Regions from separate parts of the Mus musculus genome. Here regions 2, 3, 4, 5 and 6 are each linked to region 1. The links are chromatin contacts, called in public Hi-C, HiChIP or PLAC-seq, Micro-C and promoter capture Hi-C maps. All regions are on one chromosome and are shown on one strand. Each heading gives the region's core, a stretch centred on a gene start, on an enhancer-like site or on the middle of the called end of the contact. The rest is flanking DNA. Distances are from core to core; before and after follow the strand shown.

Region 1 (2,833 bases), core at 197-2,696:
GAGCAACACATCGGTAAGTCATAATTTCTGTAGTTCCTGCCAAGTCCAGGAGCCGTGTCTCATTGGTCTGGTTCAGATGATATGACCTGTTAAACCAATCACCATCTAGTTACAGTTCTGCTCATGTGATCATGTGCTTTGAGTAGCAAAGAGGGACCACTATACAGCTGGAAAACATTTTAAACAGTTTTGATTGTGTTCTTGGCATAAAAGAGGAAACTTAACAGCTAATAAATTATTCCCAGTTACACTAACCATAAAGTTTAAGGAATCAAGCCTATCAAGTAATCTGGAGATGAGGGCTAGTAACAGGAGTCACTCAACATTGGGAGGGATGAACACTTTGTTTAGCTTCGAGACAGGGTTTCTCTATGTGGTCCTTACTGCCCTTGAACCTGCTGCCTTGAACTAACAGAGATCCACCTGCCTCTGCCTCCTGAGTGCTGGGATTAAAGGTGTGGGCCACCATGCTGGGCCTATAAATAAGCCTACTTTAATTGGTCACTTTAAAGAACAACTCTAGGTCCAAGCCACACAATAGCTACGGACTGCATAGGCACAGGTGCAGTGACGAAAGGCGGACAGTTCTTGCAGGCTACACCAGATGTGAGGCTGTAAACAGTTACTACTGCAGAAGCCAAGGACTTAATGGAACTTGGGCTTTTATTCTCCCACTGTAAACCAGTTAGGTTTGGTTGGTGGTTACTCAGCCCTCGTGGAGTGCACTCCCAATCCTACCTTTTCTGGAGGGTTTATTTTTCTGTTTGCTTGATTTTGAGACAGGGTCTCACTGTGTAGCCCTGGCTGACCTGCCATTGCTTCTCCAGTGCTGGCATTAGCTACCACATTTTAGTTTTGAGATAGGAACTAAAAACTAAAGTCGGCCTGGCACTCACCTTAGCCCTGACTGGTTTTGAACACAAAACAACCCTGGGATTAGAGGTGCCGTACTATGCCTGTGGTGACTTGTGTCTCCTGGAACTTAGAGAAATCCAAAACAAATGTCCACTCCCACCCCTCCTGGAATACCCCGCCAAACCCTATCCCCAGGCAAGTGGCCATTGCAGCAGTCTGCCCTCTCCAATTTCAGCCCCCTCACAAAGTCTCCGCCCTTTCTAGAACACAAGACTCCGGTGGCTTGAGACTTTCACAGCAACTCCAATCAGGAAAGAAGCCAGTTTCCCAGAGCACTGACTGGGATGTTCGGGGTGAGGGCAACCTGTTCTGTGCACCCCAGGGTTCTGGCTGCGGAGGAGTGCGACCTGGGGTATTTAGGGGACCCTGCAGTGGCAGCCAGGCCAAGGCAGGACGGGGAACGCCCATGTTTGCAGGTGCGGCCGGTTCCGGGTGGCGACCGTGGTGCGGGTGCGGCCTCCGGACGGCAGGGGGCGGGCTCGGCCTGGGCGGCGACTCTGGACACAGTGCCCGCGTCTTTCCGGCTGCACCGTGACCTCGGGCTGCGTCGCCGGGCATGGCGGCATGGGGCCCGGCGGCCGCTGCGCCTCTGCTGCGCGGGAGCCGCGGGGTGAGCCGGCGGGGCTCGGGCGGAGCTGCGGGGGAGCTCGGGCGGCTGTTGTCAGGCTGGGGACCCGGGGCAGGGCCGAGGTCCTTCCTTGTTCTCATTCATTCACTCCTGCCCTCTGCATCGCACCGGGTGTGCTGGGGGCTACTGGACTTAGGCGGATCGGGAGACAGTTCCATAACCAGTCACAGTACAGAGACCCTGGGAAAGGCTGCCTTATGTACAGGAAAACATAGGTGTCATAGCCCCGAGTCCTGGCTTTGGTCCTGGGCACTCGGGACGAGCTTGTACCCTACAATTGTATGCTTACCAGGCCTCTGACCTTGACTCTCTGTAGCCTGCCGGCTAGAGTAGAAGCCCAGCACAGGGCGAGCTCTCCTAATTCGTCCAACCCCTGTTGGTTTTTGAGACCGCTTCTCGAATTATAGCCCTGGCTGGCTTAGAACTTATGACATCCCTCCTAACTCCTGGAATAAAGTAAGCCACAGAGCCCATTCTTTCTCCCCTTTACAGTCTCATCATTAGCTTTACCCCCATCCACCTCTCCTTATTTGCCTGCTGGTCTTGAATCTATCACTCAACATGAGGAGTTTTGTTGCTGCACGGACGCCCAGGGCAGTTCATGTGTGATTTTTGTCAGTCTGGATAGGTGTGCTAAGATGATCGCCTCCTTTGAGGACTCTGCAGCTCTTAGTGATTTTACATTGCCATCCCGTTCTTCCAGCTATGCTTCTATCTCAGGAGCAATCCCACTGGCAAACCTTGCAGATGTGTCCAGGCTCACAGCCTCGTGGTTTCGTTCCTTTGTGCGGCACACAGACCATCTAACTCCAGACCTTTCCCCTGGCCCGCATCTCAGCCATCTCTTAGGCATCTTGGCCTAATGTCCAGTGACCATGCCTCTCACCTGCTCATTCGCTGCTTCAGAGGACCTGCCTGAGGATCAGCTCTGGGATGCTGCTCTAGAGGGACAGACTCCATCTTGTCCTTTAAGATTGGCTAATGAGAGAGCTGGGGAGATGGCACAGTTGGTAAAGGGATCACAAGGATGGGCTGAGTGACCCTAGGACCCTTGTGAGATGGTGGATAAGGGCGCTCCCTGATTTTGCAGAGGATCCCAGTTCAGTTTCCAGCATCCATGTCAGTCCACTCACAGCTGTCTGTAACCCTAGGTCCTGGGCTCTGATACCCTCCCTCATCCAACCTCTGAAGATCTTGCATCCATGTGCACACACTCTTACACACGCACATACACATAGTTAAAAATAAAAATTTAAGAACAGAAGCCAGGTGTGGGGGCACATACTTGAA
Region 2 (2,951 bases), core at 105-2,604, 350 kb before region 1:
TCAGAGGAATAGCTACTTTCCTGTTGCTGTGATGAAATACCATGACCAAAGCAACTTAGAGAAGAAAGTTTGTTTGGGCTTATGGTGCACAGGGGGCTGAGTTTACAATGGTGAGGAATAGCATGGCAGCAGGCATGCCGGCAGGAGCAGGAAGCCGAGAGCTTCAGCCACAAACACAAAGAAAAGAAGAGCAAGCTGGCTGTCGGGTCAGTCCTTAAGCTCTTCAAGCCCATTCCCAGCGAAACACTTCCTCCAGCACCCACGTGGCAGTTCATAATAAATCCAAGTGAAGGCTGTCACTGCTGTGGCCACTAGGGGGCAGAATAAGTCCACACATAGACTGTGGATGCCACCTCCTATGGCTTACAGGGACTCAGGCAAGGTTGTTCCAATGGTTAGCTGTAGTTTCGAGCGGCACCGCGTCAAGGGGCCTGTTTCATCAGATGCGTAATGCCTTGCTTTCTGGGAGGAGCTATGCTTCAGTATTATCTAAGAAGAACAATATCTCCTTCCCAGCTCTCCCGTTTAGCACATTTAGTTATGTTTGTGAGCAATGCTGCAGTGGGCGCTGCTGTTCTAACCCAGAGGAAAGCAGAAGCCAAGGAGGATGACCTAGCAAAACACAGTTTGAAGAAAAAGGAAAGTACCTTTTTTTTTCTGCCCATGAGAGTAGGGAAGAGTAGAAGGGCCGGGCGTGTGGCACAGTTACTAGCATGCTTGCCTTACATGCATGAAGCCCTGGGTTTGACCCTCAGCACCACATAAACTATGGTGTGGTGGTGAATGCCAACCCTCATCATCCCCACAACTTGAGAAGTGGAGACAGGAAGATGAGAAGGGCAAGGTCATCCTTGTCTATATAATGAGTTTGAGACCAAGCTGGACCATGTGAGACCCTGTTTCATGTCAGAGTGACAGCAAGAAAGGGAGGGAAAGATAAAGAAATGGAAGAGGAACGGGAGGATGAAGGCAGTGGCTGACCTACTGCATGCTGTTCTTAAACAACGTACACTGTAGTGTGTTATGATAACTAGGAAATAGGTTCTAGTGTCCCTGCTGCTCCCAAAAACACACAACTAACAACATCCCAGGCACAGCTCAAGTCCTGATCTTGCTACTAAATCACACTGCCTTTCAAAAACTCGGGGAAATAAAGCCTTCAACAGAAATAAATTAACAAGTATGATTAATACTGCACAATGAAGCTCACAAGCACCCCTCCGTTACTAATTAAAGCAGACAAGGAAAGATCATATGAGCACAGCTCCTGGACAACGTTCTGAGTCAAAGGCTGGAGGAGGTGCAAGGCCTCGGATTAACAGAGTAATAAAAGCCCTAAGGAAGGAAGGAAGTCACGTGACAAGGAGACTAACTTAGCTGAAGCAGAAGGGTCACAGGAAAAGCAATGGGAGTGACAGGCCTCTGCCAAGGCCCCAGCTGGGGGATGGGGCAGGATGGACATGAAAAGAAGCCTGCACTTAAATGGGGAAGATCAAATGTGTGACAACACAAACTATACAATGAGCTATCTGCCTCGCCATCATCACCTACACATGAAGGGTGGGTCAGGACAGGTACAGGTGGCATTTGAACTGGATCTTGAAAAACCAGGGTGTCAACGGGGGCAATGGGGAGGAGCGCCCTGGACCATCACAGAGGAAGAGGAAGGCGGAGTCTCTGAAGAGTGATGGCTCCACGAGGAGGTGACAATAGAATTCAACCTGAGCCCTTAGGAGGAGCAGCCAGTGCTTGTCCCTGAAAGGATGCCATTTCTTCTGAGACAGCAGAATCAAGGTTCCAACCTGAAGCCCAGCACCTCTGTGGGGATGACACGAGAATCTCTTCAAACAAGAAAACTCTGCTGTTACTCTCCCCCAGAGTGTGTGAGTTAGGAGGTGAGAAATGAAGGCTGGAAAGATGGCTCCACAGTGACAAGCACTGGCTGCTCTCCTGGAGGACCCGGGTTTGAGTGCCAACAATTCCCAGCACTCACAAGGTGGCTCACAGCCACCTGTAACTCCAGTTCCAGGAAATCTACTGCCATCTTCTGGCCTCTGTGAACACCACACACACATGGTCCCCCACACGTGCACGTAGGCAAAAAACACCTATACACACAAAAATACATGAAATAAACTTTTAAAAAGTTAGAAACACTAACAATGGACAGTGCTGAGAAGACTGCCTGCCTGACTCATCTGGAGAACAAGGCAGGGCGTTCTCCATTGTACAACACGTGCTGCGTTCAAGAACCCGTTCCTCAGAGTCGTTTTTTTTTTTTTTTTTTTTTTTTTTTTTTTTTTTTTTGCCTGCACCCTCAGACATGTCGCTTCCCAACCTCAGAACTAATGGAAAAGCCGAACATTTTAGAGAGGGAATTGTCACTGCGGTAATCCACAAGAACAGAGGTGACATCCACATCTCTGCCGCTGGGACACATCTAGGAACCTGAATCTTTGTTGCTTCCTCTCTTAGTGTTCCATTTCTGATGAGTTTTCTCCCTACCCGTCCTCTAAGCCGTGACGAAACCATCAGCAAAGCTACAGCAAAACCTTGAGGCCTGCACGCCCCCCTCGTGCATAGCGTCACGCTTATCTTCTGGTCTAGCTTTAGCATATTTGCTGTTAAAAAAAAAATTCTCCTTCATTTCTTTCTTTGACCTTTCTTTAAAAGATACAGTTTCACTGTGTTTCTCTGGCTGACTTGGAAGTCTCAGTGTAAAATAGGCTGGCTTTGAACTTACAGAGATCCACCTACCTCTGCCTCCTGCATGCTGGGTAAAGCATGGGCCACCACACCCAGCTTCATCCCCTTCTTCTCAGCAGAACTACTTTTCCTTGGCCTCGCCATTCCATGTTAGCTGTACAGTTTTAGAAAACCCTTTTCAATGTTGTTGTTGATGATGTTGTTGAGTGATGGTGGTGGTGGTGATGATGATTCTATGAAGAATG
Region 3 (3,014 bases), core at 490-2,989, 270 kb before region 1:
GGTTTCTCTATAGCCCTAGCTATACAGTGCTGGGATTAAAGGTGTGCGCCACCATGCCCTGCTTTTTTTTTTTTTTTTTTTTTTTTTTCTTCTGAGACAGGGTTTCCCTGTGTAGCCCTGGATGTCCTGGAACTCACTCTGTAAACCAGGCTGGCCTTGAACTCAAAAAACCGGCTGCCTCTGCCTCCCAAGTGTTCGGATTAAAGGCGTGTGCCACCACTGCCCAGCTGGAACTCACTTTTAACAGTTTTCTTGAGGTCTAATTTATGATACGCTGCAAGTTGCAAGTATTTAAAGTGTATACTGTAATTGGTTTTGCCCCATGTACATGTCCACTAAACTAGCACCACCATCAACATGAGAAACACATCATCAAAAACGTGTGTTCTTTGTAACCTATGATCAGAATCACTTTGCCATGCTGTGGGAAGAAAGGTCTAAAGAGGGAACGATATAGACATGGGCAAGCAGTCAAGACCTGCAGTGGCTCAGAGGTGACTAGGTGGCCTGGGCCAGGAAGGTAAACCATAGCTGTATGTAGTCGATTAACAAGTCTTTAATACTTTCCTGACGCTTATGTACTACCACTTATGGGGTAACAGACATACACTCCTTTCTGTGAGGTTCCTGTTACCTTCAACCTAATTATTCCAGTTCTTTTAGACCCCATTCCTTCCATTGGGGCTCTCAATCCACACCTGTTTCTTTGGTCGTTCCTCTTCACACTGCCTTTTTTTTCTATTTCCATCACATTTATACCTCTCGTGCATCCATTTGTCAATCATGCCCACACAAGAGTCCCAATTTTCTCCAGAGAGCCTTTCAAGTTTCCGCCAGTCTCTCCCCTCTCACTCGAATCTCCAGTTGTACTCGATGCTAATAACGCTTCAGAGTAAATTTATTCTTTTAAAATTCCGCCGTAGGGACCCAGTGATGACAGTGTACCAGACCCGGGAACCCCTGTGTCCTCCCCAAGTGCGGGCCCGGGCCTATGCTACTGCAGGCACTCGCTGCCCAAGTCTCCTCGCTGTCAATCCTCCCCTCCTCCTTCGGCATCTGCTCTGCATTAGTCTGTCCCAGGCCTCCGCAGGCGCCGATGATTAAATCATCATCATTAGCCAGGGCCTATTCTCCCCATCCTCGGCAGCAGGGAGAGAGTGGGGAGTAAGAGCTCCCGGTTCCCCGGGGGGTCTCTCCCTCTCCACCCCGCCCAGGGCACCCTCTCCCAGACTTCGCGAGCCCGGAAAAAACTCCCGCGGCGCAGACGGGAGAAGGCCCGCGGCTGGGACGCAGCTCCGCAACGCGGACGCCGCAGCGGAGCAGGACTGCACTGTATAGAGAGGACCCCGGGTCGGAGGCGAGGTCGGGTCCCAGGACTCCCACACTCCGGAGCTGTAGCGGCGGGCGATAGCCCGGCTTCGGGGTCCCAGGGCACACAGGCTCTCTTAGCACAAGCTACCGAAGTTGATCCAGAGGTTGTGTGCGCGCCGTTGGAAGGACGCCCGTGGGAGCGTGCACCGCAGAGACCCTGCTTCACTCAACCCCCCTCCATAACGACCACCGATTGTTGGGGGGGCAGCGGGCTCAGGTGAGCACACGGGGAGCTAAAGAGGGGGCGAGGGCGGGGTGTGCCGGAAAACTAGCCAATCCGGAGAATGTGAGGCCCTCGTTGCTAGGAGACAAGTCCCGCCCCGCAGGCGGTACCGGAAGTGGCGGGCTGGGATCAGCCTTTAAGATGGCGTCTCCTCAGGGGGGCCAGATTGCGATCGCGATGAGGCTTCGGAACCAGCTCCAGTCAGTGTACAAGATGGACCCACTACGGAACGAGGTGCAGGGGCAGCGGGATGACTGCTGGGGTCCGTTAGCTGTGTGAACCCAAACGAAGGAGAGGACGGGTGGCGGCGGGATGGGCGCCCAGTGCGCTTGCGCAGCCACGGGGTGCGCGATACGCACGCGCGATTCTGGCCGAGTTGCCAAACGCTGGACTTGGACGCTTGCGCGTTGTGTCTCCGACAGCGTCTGGTCTCCCGAGGGAAAAAAGAGAGTCAGGCGGGTCCGCGAAAAGAGAGCACCCGCTGTGCGCGGAGCCCTCTGCTGGGCGAAGGGGGAGCTCACTCCCCCGTCTCTTCTCGGGGGCCAGACGACCCAGTCCAATAACAAACTGCTCTGTTGCTGGGAATTGCAGAAGGTGAGATGGGGTGGGCTTGCAAGACCAGTGGGGAGTGACTGAGGGTGTGTCCACAGGAGGAGGTCCGGGTGAAGATCAAAGACCTGAATGAACACATCGTTTGCTGCCTGTGCGCGGGCTACTTCGTGGATGCCACCACCATCACAGAGTGTCTCCACACCTGTGAGTGTCCCGGATCCTGTCTCTCCTCTTCCAAGCTGGCTGCCAGCCTCTGTGCTGCCTGTCCCATGTGTCGGGTTCCCAAGGGACCTGAGCATCTTCGTTTCTCCTCTTACAGTCTGCAAAAGTTGTATCGTGAAGTACCTGCAAACCAGCAAGTACTGCCCCATGTGCAACATCAAGATCCACGAGACGCAGCCGTTGCTCAATCTCAAACTGGATCGGGTCATGCAGGACATAGTGTATAAGCTAGTGCCAGGCTTGCAAGACAGTGAGTGGCCACCTTATATTTGTGGGGCCTCCTGACTCTAATGCTGGGTGGCACCTTGACGTTTTGTTCCCAACAGTTTTGTTGGGAATCAAAAAAATACAAAGATAAAGAGGTCAACAGCCAAAACAAAGAGAATTAATATGGCTGCCCTTCACCCCTCCTTAGGTGAAGAGAAACGGATTCGGGAATTCTATCAGTCCCGAGGCTTAGACAGAGTCTCCCAGCCCAGTGGTGAAGGTATGTCCTTGGTGCTCATTTGGGGGAGGGGGGCAATTAAAGCCCTCAGAGCATCTCTTTTGCCTGGTTTTGCTCTCTGGGGAGAAGAGGGTATGGAACCTGTACCAGCCTCCTCAATATCTACTTTTCCTCAGAGCCAGCCCTGAGCAACCTTGGCCT
Region 4 (2,700 bases), core at 108-2,607, 430 kb after region 1:
AGGTGAACTTTTCTGTCCAAAGGTATCCTCCCCCCCCCCCCCCCCCGCACCTCAGTCTTCCTCACAGCCTCTCTAACAGGGACAGGGACCAAGTCTTCAGGAAAAGAAACCTCCATGAGGGAAGAGAAAGGGCTGGACATTCTCCCTTAGGACAAATGACACTGAGTGGAGAGAGGGCAATAGCTAACTAAGCGTTACAAACTGTCCTTATTGTCCCTATAAGTTCTAAGCCTGGGCTGGGATTGGGGACCTGGTGTTAGAGACCGTGGACACTGTGAGACAGACACAGGAAAGCGAAGCCATGAATACCTATCAATGAAATATCTGCACTGTCACCTTAAGGAATGGCAGTAGGTTGTGAAACTATGCCACCTGAGGCTGGAGGGCCAGGGGTGATCTGGACCCAGGAGTGCAGACTGCAGGGCAGGGAAGCAAGTGGGACACCCTCAGATCCTGGGTTCTCAGCACCAAAACAGCCCCAGCTCAAACAGTCCCCACTTCCTGTTTCTGATGTAGGGCAAACAAGCCCTGGGTGACTACTCCAGGGAAAAGCGGCCACTTACCCAGATCATGTATTTGATGATTCGGCTGGTGGCCACCGTGTACTCTTCTATCAGCTCTGCAAGGTAGTACAGTCCAGCCGCTGGGTAGGAGAAGGGGGTCCCAGAGGGAGGGGGACAAACAGGAAGAGATCAGCCAGGGACACTCCCACCAGCCTGCTCATCCTGTAGTCCCCCACCAACCCTCCTCAGACTCCAGGAAGTCGGGAACAAGCCAAAGCACCCCTGGGATGTCCTTCTCATCTGCACAAGTAGATAGAACTTTGCCAAGACAACTGTAGAAATATTGGATTTGACCGCACAGCATAAAGTTAACCTCTGTTCCGGGAACCTTAAACTTCACTCGTCAATCAACACCTGCAGAACACTTAGTTTACAGGCCGGGTGCTGTACACTAGCACACAGCCGGGTGAGACAGACAGGGGCCTTCCCCCTGTCCCAGCTGGAGGGGACAGGCTGAGTAGGGAGCTCAGGGCTCCAAGAGCAAGGATGCGTCTCGGGAACCAAGCATCCCCACCGGAAGGTTCCGCAGAGGTCCAGTAGGACCAGCTCGGGGTCGTCAGCGCCCAGCTGCAAAGAGCAGCAGCGGTTGGCGGCTCGGGGCATCGGGGCGCGCGCGGCCCGGGTCAGCGCTCTCACCGACGGCCAGAGTGATGAATGCCACCTGGATGAACAGCGACAGCCAGCTCAGCACGTACATGAACCACATGGCGCCCCCCGGGCCGCCGGGACGGGCCTGCGCGGTCCGGCTCCCGCGACACTGAGCGGCCGCCGCCGTGCTGTCCCCGCCCAGAGGACGCCGAGAGGAGCAGGGCGGAGCGCCGCGGCCCCTGCGCCCCCGCCAAGCCCGCGAGCGCCGCTAACCGGCTCGGAGGATCGAAATCGCGCTGCACCCGGTACGGAGCGCCTACACAGAGCCCAGATTGATTGGAACCAATCCTGGCTCAAGCCTGCTCCGCACAGCCTTGGATCCTAATTTTCTGGGAGAGGAAGATTCCCTTCTCTCAGGTCACACACTAGGAAGCCGCATAATCTGGAATCCCAGGTGCCTTTAAATGGTCACCTTCAGCCTTAACTCTCCCTCTAGGCTGAGGTCTTTTGCAATGCAGGTCTTCACTTTTGCGTGGGGACTAAAGCAACAGCTAAGCACTGACTGTACTTGCGACACCGCAGGTAATCATCTGAGAGAGCACCACCTAGTGGCTGACACAGGTAAGCTCAGAGTGCCAACAAGCCTCTTATCTCAAACAAACTTTTTGTTTGTTATTTTCAGAAAGGGAGGGTCTCATAGCTCAGGCTGGCCTTTGAACTGTCAACTCTCCCATCTCCAGCTCTCAATTGGTAGGGTTTCAGATGTGTGGAGTCTCCGTACTAGGGCAAAATATAACTTTGGTTTTGGTTTTGTCTGTTTTGATTAAGGGTCTCTATGTAGTCCTGCAACCTGCTATGTAAATCAGGCTAACCTTGAACTCACAGAGACCAGCCTGCCTCTGCTTTATCCCAAATCCTGGGATTAAAGGTGTAGAAACATCATGCAAAGATCTTTTCTTTTTTTGAAACAGCCTTATGTGCCTCCAGGCTGGCCTTGGTGACACTAAGTAGTTTTGAGTGCTGGAATGGTAGATATTATATGTTAAGGACTAGGTACAATATTAAGGCCTAGGTAACTGTCACCTGGCCAGCCTGCCATTATAAGGAAACTTGCTCATGTTTCTACTGTTACTAGGAAACTTTCTAATGCCAGGATTGGTTATGTATTCTGTTTTGTTCTGTGCCCTGGGAAACCAATCTAAATAGAAATGCTTTGCATGGTTACTCACAGCAAGTTTGGGTCTGAAGTGACCATCCAACAATACTTTCTGCACCTGACTATAAGCTTTTATGGGATTTGCTGTTATAAGCTGCCCCTGGGATGAACCCCAACATAAGAGATATAAGAAACTATTTAAAATAAGACCCCCCCTCCATTTTGAGTAGGGGTCAAGTAAAGTTTAAGTTCCCAAGACTTCCCTGGGAACTGACTTCCTAATTGGCAGAGAGAGACAGGTATGTGGGCAGCTGACATCCTGGTTAACAAGTTAAGATATGAATTTTAGTCAAAACAAGTCCCATCCTGGTAGACAAGTTAAGACATGAATTT
Region 5 (2,959 bases), core at 458-2,957, 450 kb after region 1:
TTAATTTTAAATGATATGTGCACGTATTAGTGGAGAGTGCCCAAGGAGGCCAGAAAACAGAGTTGAATCCCCTGGGGCTGCAGTGACAGGGTTTGTGAGCCCTGATGTAGGTCCTGGGAACACACCTCCAGTCCTTTGCAAGAGCAGCAGGTGCTATTACCCTCTGAGCCATGTCTTGGCCCTGAGGTTTCTCATCTTCATTGTGAAGGGGAGAACTGGCAGCGATTACAGTAATTCTCACCCAAATTCAGAAGTCAATCTTGTCTTTAAACCAAACTTTCTCTCTGTATTCCTTTCTAAACAAGTAATGCAAAGCCAGGAGGGCAGTGTGGTCCTTTCATCCGAGCATTTAGGGGGTGGAGACAGAAAGACTGGGATTCAAGGACAGCCTCAGACACCTCAGGAGTGTAGGGCCAGTCCTGGTGACTTGCAATCTCATTACAAAAAGATTCAAACAACAGAACAAAAGCACATCAGCGCTGTCACAAATGGATCCCAAGACTCATTACACCAGTGCTAAAGGGAACTTTTCCATCAGAATTCACCCACAACATCACACTCTTGCCAAAACTTCCATTCAATCAGAATCCTATGGAATTATCTTTGATTCTAAAGATGTTGTTGGAGGAAGCATTTTCCAGCTCTGAAGTACTGTGAATGGTAATGTCTCACTTCCCTCTAGTTTCTCTATCAGGCAATAATGTTATTTCTATTCTTGAATTATTTGGTGCTTTACTGAGTCACATAGGTAAGAAAGGAGGTAAAGAATTCATTCACTCTGGAACCTTAGAAAGCAAGCCTACACCAAAACATCCTAGCACTTGGGAGGTGGGGCAGGAGAATCAGGAGTTTAAGGTCATCCTCAGCCAGAGTCTGAGGTGAGTTTGGGATATATGAGGCTCTGTGTGCCCACCTTCCCAACTGTTTACATCAAAACACAACCGGACCCAATTATCTGACAGGGAAAGAGGATCCCAGTTCAAGATTTCTCCACAGGAGGCAGGCTCAGAGGTCCGAGGTTGGACAGAGACATGCTAGCCCCAAGGAGACTCCATCTGAAGTCTCAAAGAAATGTCAAGAGCAGCAGACAGTCCTCCTGGCTATTGAAGCTGCCTCTTAAGTAGGGCTGGAACAACCTGGAGCCTGAGGAAACACGCAGGAGTCACTCTTCTACAGGACCTAACGGTATCTTCCTCTCTTCCTCCAGTTCCACTGCACAGTTTAGAGTTGAGCAGGTGGTGGCCAGAAGGTGAAATATGGTCTGTGAGTGCCAGTTTTTAGCATGCTGAGCCAGCATTGCATTCCATGCCAGTCTGGGTTATACAGACGAGATACAGTCCAGAAAGAACAGAGTTGGACTCAGATCACTTGTAGAGCGCTAGCCTGACACACATGAAACCCTGGGCTCTATCCTCACCGCCGCACAAACCTCAGCTGACAGCAGCCTGGGGCCTCACTGAGACCTGCTCAGCGTACTCAGCACAAGGTAGAGTGTGCGCTCATGAGCCAGGGTGGGGTGGTCTGGACGTTGGCTCCCGCCCTGGTCCTCAGACACATCCGCCAGACTCTGAGCTTGCCTCCAAAAGCGTCTGCGCGTGCGCACCCCACAGTTAGCGCGCGTCTGCCAGCTACTTCCGGCTGGCCCTTGGCAGCCCTCACACACCCTCCCAGGAGCCTCAGCTGGGGTGCCGCCTCCTCGCGAAGCAGTCACTTGAACGGCGGGCTAGAAAAAACCGGAGGGGAAAGCTGCGGGAGGCGACAGCAGGGGCGAGAGAGGACGTAGCATCCACACCCTACGCAAGCGCGTCGTAGTCACATGACAAGGGGCGGTGCCCGTGTGGGCGGGAGCGAAGTCACGGCTAGGGTCGAGGTTGCTACGGCGGACCAGCGGTGGCAACGGTAGTATGGCCGCGCTTTATGGTGGCGTGGAAGGGTGAGCGCTGGATCGGCCGAAGGCTGTCCGTCCGGGAGCGGCGGGTCAGGGGGCGGCGGCCCACACCATGCCCGGTGCCTTTGTGCTCCACGGTGCGACCACGCCCCTCCCGGCCATCACCTTTCTGCCACAGGGCTCTTGTGTCAACCTGGAGAGTTGTGCAGAGCTGGGGGGTCAGGTGGGAAGTTGCCGGTCGCGGGTGGACGTGGGAAAGAGGCAGAAGCTGAGACTGAGATTCATGCACAAGGGAACCCGGGAGTTAAGCAGCTGTCACCAGAGCACTGTCTTATCTTGGTGCTCCGGACCCTCCACTGCTGTCGGCCCCGAACGCCCTTGGTTCCTATATTCTCCTGCTTAGAAGCTGGTCTGCTTGACTTTGGGAAGTAGCTCTACTAAGCATGGCTTTGGGTGAGACGTAAGGCAAGGACAAGAGTGAGCAAGATGGTGGTTTATCCGGTCCCCTGCGCGTGACAAGCATTTTGTGGAACTGGGTGTGTCAAATCAGGACCTGATAGGAAGATTTGGTATCCTAGCTGCTTGCTGCTGATTTACCCGGAAGTCTCTTCCCGTGAATTGCGAAAGCGGATGACCCCTGGCTTTATTTATGATACCTTACAAGGAAAAACCCTCAGCACAGCGTAGGAGTTTGCACTTAGCCTTGTTATATTCATATGGAAGGTAGAACTTATTTTTCCCAGTTTGTCAAGAAATTAATTTGGATTTTTAATCTACTGTCTCATGCATTAATATCCCTTCGGATGTACTCTTGATGTACTACTCTTTGAGTTGGATCGAGTCTTTATTGTCTATTACAAGAAGTATTGGTCAGAGCCGGGCGGTGGTGGCGCACGCCTTTAATCCCAGCACTTGGGAGGCAGAGGCAGGCAGATTTCTGAGTTCGAGGACAGCCTGGTCTACACAGTGAGTTCCAGGACAGCCAGGGCTACACAGAAAAACCCTGTCTTGAAAAACAAAAAAACAAAACAAAACAAAACAACAACAACAAAAAGTATTGGTCAGTAGGAC
Region 6 (2,700 bases), core at 177-2,676, 320 kb before region 1:
CAAAGGAGAACATTACCTGAGGGGGTGGGGGAAACACGTTAGGCGTGTCATAAAAAATGAGTCACAGGCCTGACCAAGTTACTGTATCTGCACAGAAGAGACCACCTGAGAATGGAATTGTCACCTACAGCTACTCAACCTGGTAGCCCTCCCTGACGGGTCATCCTCCCAGACAGCCCCATGCACCTTGTCCCGGCCATAGCGACGCAACAGAGTGTAGGGCCAGAAAAGGAGCGGCTCCAGGATTTGACTCTGCGCACCCAAAGTCAGGAGAGTCAGCTTCTCAGCTTCCACCCTCAGTATGTAGGAGCCTTGCAAGCCGCAGCGTTCAGAAGCCTCGGTCTTCTGCGAGGTTACCCAGAACTGGGATCCTGGAAGAACACATACGAAGGAGAAGGAGCGCTGGGGCAAGTTAGGGACTCGGTTGACTCCAATCACTAGCTCCCCAAGGGCACCTCTTCAACCCACTCCATTCCTGCCAGACATCTACCTTCCCAGGTGGGGCTGTACAGCGAATTCTCCAGCATCTCCAAGGCAGAAAACTTAGGTTGGTTCTCCGTCTGCGCCAAAGCCCAGCCGCCTTTCTGCAGAAAAGGGAACATGGAAGAATTATATATAATTCTCTTGGGTCTAGGGTAGGTGCAAGAAGTCCAGTGCCTCTATAATAGCTCCATCCTCGCAGTGTCCCTTAAGCCCAGAGATGCCCACCCCCAGTCACTCACCGGAAAGGCGGTTCTGCATAAAGTCTGCACCCAGGCGGTGCTGGATACGGCGTCCGCCGCCAGCAGGTGCGAGCGCTGTGCGGTGTCCAGGCGGAAGGCAACAGCGCCGGGCTCAGGGGGACTCTCCACAGTCACCGGCACCACGCTCACACATTCAGCCAGGCGTATCATCTTGCAGTCTAGACGGCGAGAGCCGCCTCGACCCCCTCTAGAGCTCGACCCCTTGTGATCAAAGAATTCCAGCCGCGCCACGCCGTGAGGACTGGCTGGGTAAAGCACAGCCCAAGTTTTCCTCCACCTCTGGGAAAGAACGAAAGACTCGAGAGTGCGCGGTGGTAGCACGCGCCCCACAAGGAAGAAGAGACCCATGAAGGCCGATCTGAGTCTGGGGCTTCCCAGGCTGAGCTACTTTCCCAAAGATAATGGCATCCCAAGACCGCACCAAGGAGGGCACAGCCCGAGACTTTTAAGGGAACGTCTTGGGGATCTACAATTGCCCGCGCGCCGTTCCGACCTTCTTCCGGCCCCTTCCCTCTTTCTGGATTCTTTCACCCACTTCTAGTCCAGAGGGGTTTCGCCATCCCCCACGCCACAAACAAACTACCTTGGTCCCGAAGCGCTGACTCTGCAGAAAAAGCGGACCCTCCATCACAGCCCCGTCCATGGCCCAGGCGATTCCTTCCGCGCTTCCTGGCCCGGAGGGCTGGGGGCGGGGCGGGGCGGGGCGAGGCTGCAGGGTGCCGGAGGCGTGCCCGCCCCTCCCCGGCCCCTGCGGCGGTGATGGGGGAGCGGAGGGCTTGGAGGAAAACGAGCCATCAGGAAGAACTCAGGGAGAGCTCACTAAAGCCTTTATCTTTAGTGGTGCACACAGTGGCACCACTCAGGGAAGCGGTGATCACCAACCAGGGGCCCTAGTGCCTGGGGGGTGGAAGCTGAGAGTGACGACATATGTTTAACGTGACATCAGAGTGAAGGCCGTGACATCACCTGCAGGCACCTCGGGGGCGCCATAATGACCAAGGGAGCCATCGGGACAATAGTTTTCTTTGTGGGACCTTTTCTCATGGCCCAGCCCGGGAATTGGACTGGACTGTTGTTGATACTCTGTCTAGTTGGGGATGTGGAGGAACGGCTACGGGCTGGAAAGCTTCCCGTTGCCACAGGGGCCGTCCTGCTGTCCCGAAACCGTTTGCAAGTCAAGCACCCTGAATACGGCTGCCGGGCCTCCAACCTGCGGGAAAAGAAAGCTTCATTGAGCCGGGAGGAGTGGGAGGGGGTGGCGTGGCTGCAGCCAGCTCCACAGGGGAGGGGAAGATCTAGAGGAGGGAACTGGCCTGGCCGGAATGGAGGGAGAAAGCGGAATGTGGGAGGGCTCTAGGGGACGTGGGAGGGACCAACGAAGAGGGGAGAGGAAGGGGGGGTCCAGTCTCCCCTGGCCGAACACTTTTTTTCTGAGAAGTCCTGAAAGTAATCTCCAGGACCAGGACTCTGCTTCCAGCCTCTGGAGTTGTGCCTAGTCGAAGGTAGGGGAGTTACTGCTGGCCAGCGGGAAGAGGAGTTGGGGATGGAGAGGATGGTGGACCAGGAGAAACGCTGATTTGGGATGGAGTCGGGAAAGCCAACCAACTGACAGTTTTATTATTGGTCAAGGAGCGAAACAGAAGAGTGGAAAGCTGAGCAAACTGTTGGGGATGGAGGCTTCAGGGTGCAATTTGCAGGCCCTACGCTGAACACCAGGGCTTCGGAGCCAAATGCCCCCAGAACAAAGCTGTCTTGTCTGAGTTGGGGGAAGCAATGGAGGGCCCCCCTTACTGTGGAGGACTGTTTTCAGCCTCGGATAGAGAAGGCCTGAGCTGGGGAGCTAGCCCTAGCTTCTGGTTGCCCAGTGACAGAAAAAGAGGTGTTCCAGGGAGCTTGGATAACTCCATACCAAACCCTGCCCAGCTTGAAGCCTAGGTCTCCTGGAGTCCCTGACCCT

The links. Promoter capture Hi-C pulls out the DNA fragments that hold promoters and counts their contacts. A called contact is a pair of places that touch in the nucleus more often than the background predicts. HiChIP or PLAC-seq counts read pairs in DNA pulled down with a chosen protein or histone mark. Capture Hi-C pulls out chosen DNA fragments and counts their contacts.
Region 2: a contact with region 1 is called in a Hi-C map of cortical neurons, with 4 times the contacts expected there. The contact joins the enhancer-like site here to the promoter of Bola3 in region 1. A contact is called at or near these places in 9 of 484 Hi-C or Micro-C datasets (the G1E-ER4 cell line, the N1E-115 cell line, cerebellum and 5 more).
Region 3: a contact with region 1 is called in a Micro-C map of embryonic stem cells, with 3 times the contacts expected there. The contact joins the promoter of Pcgf1 here to the promoter of Bola3 in region 1. A contact is called at or near these places in 7 of 39 promoter capture datasets (the 3T3-L1 cell line, the C10 cell line, the HPC-7 cell line and 3 more), 1 of 484 Hi-C or Micro-C datasets (embryonic stem cells) and 3 of 9 other capture datasets (adipose tissue, liver and pancreatic islet).
Region 4: a contact with region 1 is called in a promoter capture Hi-C map of embryonic stem cells, with 4 times the contacts expected there. The contact joins the promoter of Tex261 here to the promoter of Bola3 in region 1. A contact is called at or near these places in 2 of 39 promoter capture datasets (both in embryonic stem cells), 5 of 484 Hi-C or Micro-C datasets (the G1E-ER4 cell line and embryonic stem cells), 9 of 115 datasets of contacts at active chromatin or transcription factors (the 230-238 cell line, bone marrow-derived macrophages, embryonic stem cells and 4 more) and 3 of 9 other capture datasets (adipose tissue, embryonic stem cells and liver).
Region 5: a promoter capture Hi-C map of pancreatic islet shows a contact between it and region 1. The contact joins the promoter of Nagk here to the promoter of Bola3 in region 1. A contact is called at or near these places in 1 of 39 promoter capture datasets (embryonic stem cells), 2 of 484 Hi-C or Micro-C datasets (LSK cells and embryonic stem cells), 5 of 115 datasets of contacts at active chromatin or transcription factors (embryonic stem cells, forebrain, memory CD8 T cells and 1 more) and 4 of 9 other capture datasets (adipose tissue, embryonic stem cells, liver and 1 more).
Region 6: an H3K27ac HiChIP or PLAC-seq map of embryonic stem cells shows a contact between it and region 1, with 5 read pairs. The contact joins the promoter of Dok1 here to the promoter of Bola3 in region 1. A contact is called at or near these places in 3 of 39 promoter capture datasets (the C10 cell line, hematopoietic stem and progenitor cells and hippocampal neurons), 1 of 484 Hi-C or Micro-C datasets (embryonic stem cells), 3 of 115 datasets of contacts at active chromatin or transcription factors (bone marrow-derived macrophages and embryonic stem cells) and 3 of 9 other capture datasets (adipose tissue, liver and pancreatic islet).

What each region holds. Positions count from the first base shown.
Region 1 is chr6:83,348,030-83,350,862 of GRCm38.p6, forward strand. It overlaps Bola3 (bolA-like 3 (E. coli)), which reads left to right and starts at 1,447. Exons shown (of 4, transcript NM_175277.5): 1 at 1,447-1,525. The coding sequence starts at 1,472.
Region 2 is chr6:82,996,522-82,999,472 of GRCm38.p6, forward strand. All of the region lies in intron 4 of M1ap (meiosis 1 associated protein), which reads left to right. Among named protein-coding and RNA genes, the nearest start is that of Gm32644, 25 kb to the right of the region's middle. Within about 2 kb of position 1,355, at least 234 of the 459 cell types and tissues checked have an H3K27ac peak or open chromatin away from gene starts, as enhancers often do. A contact at or near this core is called in the G1E-ER4 cell line, the N1E-115 cell line, cerebral cortex and 3 more, where this site is marked.
Region 3 is chr6:83,076,651-83,079,664 of GRCm38.p6, forward strand. It overlaps Pcgf1 (polycomb group ring finger 1), which reads left to right and starts at 1,740. Exons shown (of 9, transcript NM_197992.1): 1 at 1,740-1,828; 2 at 2,245-2,350; 3 at 2,466-2,618; 4 at 2,784-2,855; 5 at 2,990-3,014. The coding sequence starts at 1,772.
Region 4 is chr6:83,774,455-83,777,154 of GRCm38.p6, forward strand. Tex261 (testis expressed gene 261) reads right to left here and starts at 1,358. Exons shown (of 6, transcript NM_009357.2): 1 at 1,200-1,358; 2 at 564-643. The coding sequence starts at 1,269. Gm52907 (predicted gene, 52907) reads left to right here and starts at 1,481. Exons shown (of 2, transcript NR_168047.1): 1 at 1,481-1,772.
Region 5 is chr6:83,793,350-83,796,308 of GRCm38.p6, forward strand. Nagk (N-acetylglucosamine kinase) reads left to right here and starts at 1,708. Exons shown (of 10, transcript NM_019542.2): 1 at 1,708-1,933. The coding sequence starts at 1,905. It also overlaps the pseudogene LOC665004.
Region 6 is chr6:83,032,045-83,034,744 of GRCm38.p6, forward strand. Dok1 (docking protein 1) reads right to left here and starts at 1,427. Exons shown (of 5, transcript NM_010070.4): 1 at 1,327-1,427; 2 at 723-1,022; 3 at 491-584; 4 at 187-371; 5 at 1-16. The coding sequence starts at 1,386. Loxl3 (lysyl oxidase-like 3) reads left to right here and starts at 2,161. Exons shown (of 14, transcript NM_013586.5): 1 at 2,161-2,245.